2 separate regions of the Capsicum annuum genome follow, and region 2 is linked to region 1. A link is a contact called in public Hi-C data. All regions are on one chromosome and are shown on one strand. Each heading gives the region's core, a stretch centred on a gene start, on an enhancer-like site or on the middle of the called end of the contact. The rest is flanking DNA. Distances are from core to core; before and after follow the strand shown.

Region 1 (2,883 bases), core at 236-2,735:
AGCATTTTGGAGGTGATATGCAGATTGTGCACGGTCCATAGAGGGAAAAATTGGTTCAACTGTGTCAAAATGGTGAAGGGACATTAGTAAAGATTTTGGATGGGATGATAGAAATCCTGTTAGATCACCTCGTAGATCAATCTGTTGTAAAGAAGAAACAAAAAATTAATAAATGTAAATAATTGATAAAACATTTTTTTCACACTCAATGTATGCTAGTAATTAAAAGATGTGTATAACTTAATGGGTAGTTTTCATTTCTCTGACCTTTAAAATGGCGGAGACACCTTCAATCAATTGGTGTCCTTTGACATTGCTACAACGGAAATTTTAATAAAGGAAAATCTCTAAAATTCAGAAAAGTATAGATCTATTTTTATCTATTGAGTAGACAAGTCTTAATTTTGACATTTTTGTTCGACTTTTGAGGATCTAGAGGAAGGAGAGAAATCACTCTCCGATGATGTTTGAGAGAAAACTTATACCTGATGCATACCCTGAAGAGGAGAAAGATTGACTCCAATATCAGCTGTGCAACTCATTGTAGTTTTATCAGCAGATTTGTAGTGAGCATATCTCTTTAAGCAAGACATCACATTTTCCGCAAATGCTTTAGCCAATGGATAACTCAGTATGATTCCAGCACCACCAAAAGCTTGATGAAATGAGAAAAAAGAATTCGCAATTATAAATTCCGAGTGTCCTCCAAAGTAATAGTATTTCGTATGATCATATTGCCCAAGAATATCAACCATATTATCCACGAAAAATATTGAATCATCGTCCCCCATAATTACCCATCTTACCCCTTCATGTGCCTCTCTAACAACCTCCATAATACCATGAACCATTCTTAAAACTCGTGGATCAACATGATTAGTTTCATTAACAAGTTTCGGGACATCATCTGATAATCTATAAGGCGGTGAATTTAAGGACCATGGGAGAAGATCTTCGCCTTGAGGAGGAACATCTAGTAAAAGAAGTCCTATTGTAACATTTGGTCTCCACCAAGATTCAATATAAGGTTTTCTATGGTGCCATGCTTCTTCTGATCCCAAAAGTCCAAAAACAAGGTGACTAATGTTAGTGTCACTAATACTGATTTGTGTAACAGTTGATGATGCATTTGATTGAGAATTATCAGGAAGAGAGACTGTGAATTTTGAAGAAGAGATAAGATCGGAAGATGGACATACATTGAGAAAGACAATGGTGGCCACGTATAGGACTACCCCACAAATTAGCACTGTTTTGCAAAACCAAATCACAATAGGTGATTCAAATGTAGACATGTTAAGAGAGATTGGGTGGAAGACAACTACATAATGAAGTTAACCAAACTTTGGTATCTTACTATTTTATTTTCAGGTAACTTAGTTACAGAATCATGTTGCAATCTTCAACAATAAATCCAACTTTTAGTTTTGTCTATTATAGTCTATAGACCTAAAAAATAGAATGAAGATCCTAATTCCGTGTGAGCTCCGTTGTGACACATCTCTGCATAGGCATATTATTTATACGATTCTTCTGTTAAGCAAATCAATTAGTGGAATGCAATAAAATTAAAAGTTAAATTTCTCGCCCTGTCCTACAACACTTGTGCACAATACTAAAAATAAATGTCCAATAATATTTATCTATAATCTATATCTATATAATAATTCTAGTATAAGTATCCTCGCGATGCGTGGAATATTTCTTTATAAAAGTATCGTTAAAATATTCTTATTCATTTGAAATAATTAAATTAATTTTTTTTAAAATAATTATTGTATCATTACATATTTTAAAATTGATTATGAAATATTAACTATAATTTTTAATAGTGAAATTATAATTAATTGTTAATATATAACCGTAGTCCCGGCTATTTTAGATATTTTGATATGAAAAAGAATGAAATTAATAGTTTTATCATATTTTGTTGCTGGTTTTCAAAAATAATAGGTATAAAATATTAAATAATTTTTTGTTTTGTAGTTGGACTTTTATATTTATACTTTTGACCAATATGTGATTACATTTTTTATCTTTTGTTTCAAACTTAAATTTTTTAATCTAACAAATCAAAATCAATAATTAATTGCACTAAAAAAAACTCGATTGTATCAAATTTCAAAATTTTTTATTCCAAATTTTAACTTTTACTACCTTCGATTGAAAAGTTATGCACATACAATTTATAAGATTGCTCGTTAATAAAAAAATAAATATTATTTTCTACGGCATCTCCTACCACCACCACCCCCCACATCCCTATTTTTTTTTTGAAGAAAAATAATTTTACCCTATCTAGCCACCCCCACTACCCCACCTACCCTGTACCCCCTACACCCCTCACCTGGCCCACCCCCACCCAATCGACCCACCTTGATCCCCTGCCCCCCTCGCCCTCCTCCAACCATAATATTAAACACTCTATAACTATTCATGCTTATTATTTTGTTTATATATTCAAATGCTTTAAGAAAAATATTTTTTGCTTGCATATAGAACACAAAAAGATCAGTAAGTAACAATTTATTCTTTAAAAAAATTTTCAAAAAAAAATTCACACTAAACACTCATATAGTAAACTATTTCATCCTATCAAGAAAAATCATTCAATTAATCAACAAAAAACTTTAAGAAACAAAAGGTAAATAAAAAAATCAACTGGTAAACAAATTATTATATTTATGATTAAAAAATTCTTTCGCTTATTGACATACTTTTTTGTGTTCCTTTATCCACATTTTATTCCTTTTTAATTGATTTGTCAATATCAATAAGTTAATTGAATAATTTACCATAATATGAGTAATAAGTTAATATATCTAATCATAAAGAAACAAAAATAATAATAATAGATCAAAATGACAATATCTTGCAATTTGA
Region 2 (2,883 bases), core at 189-2,688, 180 kb before region 1:
TCCCATCCCTGGAGAAATTAATAGACACGTACCATGAAACCAAAATTGCATTATACATTAATGGAGATGCATTTGGCACGGAGGAAAATATTATTTTGAAAAGTATTTTGATTTTCTTATAAAGTTTTTTATAAATAAAAAAAATAACTTTTCTAGAGGAAGTAATGTAACCAAATTTTAATAGGTGATCTTTCAAGCTCATTATCTCCTCCCCATTCTCCAATCTTCACTCCTTAACCATCCCACCCCCAACCCGCCATCTTCAAACTCCCACTTTACGGCACATTCTATCCTCATAGTTTTTTACTAGATATCATGTATTTTTATTTTTTTTACGGCACATTCTATCCTCATAGTTTTTTACTAGATATCATGTATTTTTTTTTTGAGAAAATGCTTTCAAATATGCTTAAAATTTGATAAAATTTATTATAACACGTCTGAACTTTGCGGGAGTCCTATAACCTTTAGAACTTTGCGGGAATCCTATGGCTCCCTATATTATTTATTAGCATATTTTATTGACATTTATTTGCGCTAAATTCTTTTTATAAAAATAGCATTTTTTTATTAAACTTATAAATGTCACTACAACAATAACAACAACAACATATTCAGTGTATTCCTACATAGTGGGGTCTGGGGAGGATAGAGTATACGCAGACCATACCACTACCTCAGATGAGGTAGAGAGGCTATTTCCGATAGACCTCCGACTTAGAAAAACTTATAAATATCACTAAAATACATTAATAAATAGTTCAGGGAGATCATAGGATTCCCGTAAAATTCAAAAGGTGTTAAAACTAAGTTTTTCAAAAATACAGATATATTTGAGACTATTTTTTGGGATAAGACCTTTTTAACATATCAAACACTTGTATTATCTAAAATATTAACAATTTAAAAAGTTATAATTGTCTTTTCTATGAAAAACATTTTTCTCGCTACAAACACAGCCGTACCGCAGAGGATCCTTTTTCTATCTAATATATATTTTTAATATTTTTATGAGGATATAAATTTATTCATGATAGGTATTTAATTATATCAAACTGATGAATGCATTACTGATTTTAAACATTCATAATCATCTCCCAGCCATAGTGAATGTATTTTTATTTTATTAAATCCTTTTACCATGTTAGCGTAGATTGATTTTGTATAAATATTCAGTGTAGATAAGTACAACTTTCTGACTATTGTGATTTAATCTGGAATGAGATGCGGATTTCAACAATTTCTGATTTGTGAATACTGAAAATCGTTACTAACAACATAAACTTGGTCAATCGTTACTAACACCTATTGTATCTAAAGGTGCCAAACAGGCCGATTTGACTCGACCCGACCCAGCCCACATAAAAAGTCTAGCCCAATCAGTCCTAAGGCTGTAGATCCCGAGCTGGGCTAAATTTTTTTTGGATCCGATTAATTCAGTTCGGACTGAACTCGGTTTAGACCCATCGATTAACTAACCTGGTTCGGTTCACTTTTTTTAAAAAGAAAATAATCGGATTTCGACCATTGGGCCAAACGGCTATATGTCCGTTTGGACCCTAAAACGGTTATTTTGACCCTTTAAAAAAGATTAATTAAAAATACTTTTTAAAACCCAAAAAAATTTCTAAAAATACCCTACACTTTCAAATCATTTTCCACACAATTTTCATTCTCTCAAATCTCATCCTCTCTCAAATATTCTATATATCTCCTAAAGTACTTAATTTTATTTTTTAATTTTGCGATTACAAAGTACGAGTAGAAGTTTCTAAAGTCGTAACTTTTGGATACTTTCAAAATTTGGTATTGTCATTCTATTTCTTACTTTTAATTTTTAATTAGTATATTAATTTTTGAATATTTAATTTTATTATTTTTGTATATTTTGAATTTTTCTTAGTTTGATTTATATTATAGATAAATTAAGAAACCTCAGTAAAAGTGTCAAAATTTTTTGTCCTGAAAGTGGTAGTAATAGTAAAAAACGAATTACTGGCGGTAGAGGAAGCTCAAGTAGTAGATATACTTGTGTGCCTCCGGCTCCGGTATCGCTTAGTCAACCTTTTGAGAAAGAAGTAGGTGCAGGTGCTCACGATATGGATTATGCAGAAGTTTAGGAAAATTACGGTATAGAAGAAGAAAATGAACTAGATGCGGTTAATTTAGAAGAAGATGATGAAAATATTAGTGAGACACCCGTAGTAGGAAATGCTAATGTTAGATTTGAATCGGTTAATCTCCCTCCCTGTCCTCCCCGTGCCCCAAAAGCTCGTAGAACAACTAGTATTGCATGATAATTTTTTACATGTATAGAAGGAAAAACTAAGGTGCAATGCAATCTTTGACAATAAGTATATGAGCATAAAAGAGGAGGCAATCAAGGGGATACAGGTACGTTAATGAGACATATAAATGATAATCACGAAAGAGAGTTATTTATTGCATGAGGTGGTGAGGATGTTGGTGGGCCAACACAAACTAGAATGGACCCAGCAATCGGTCAGATAATTAAGAAGTATAATAAATTAAGGGATCAGAAAGAAATAGTAAAAATGATAGTTGTGGGTTGTTTGCCTTTCAATTTTCTTTTTTCGGATGCTTTTATTCATTATATTCAAGCAATTTATAATCCTATGTTTAATGGTATTCCTAAAAATACTTGTCGGACCGATATTTTTAGACTTCATTCACAATATTTTTTTATTTATTACATTATTAAAAAATATTCAATGTAGAATGGCTCTAACTTCTGATCTTAATCGTGTTGTTAATAAAAATGAATATTTAACTATTACTTGTCACTGGATAGATAGTAATTTTGTTATGCAAAAACATATTCTAACTTTTTTTGTATGATGAAGATCGTAGATATACTGGAGA

What was found. Hi-C and Micro-C count contacts between places; a contact is called where the count stands out from the background.
Region 2: a Hi-C map of leaf shows a contact between it and region 1, with 1.6 times the contacts expected there. The contact joins the enhancer-like site here to the promoter of LOC107848712 in region 1. A contact is called at or near these places in 2 of 5 Hi-C or Micro-C datasets (leaf and placenta).

Annotation. Positions count from the first base shown.
Region 1 is chr11:188,540,771-188,543,653 of UCD10Xv1.1, reverse strand. LOC107848712 reads right to left here and starts at 1,485. Exons shown (of 3, transcript XM_016693480.2): 1 at 486-1,485; 2 at 1-141. The coding sequence starts at 1,295.
Region 2 is chr11:188,722,091-188,724,973 of UCD10Xv1.1, reverse strand. No RefSeq gene overlaps it. Among protein-coding and RNA genes, the nearest start is that of LOC107848712, 180 kb to the right of the region's middle. Within about 2 kb of position 1,438, at least 1 of the 5 cell types and tissues checked has an H3K27ac peak or open chromatin away from gene starts, as enhancers often do. A contact at or near this core is called in leaf, where this site is marked.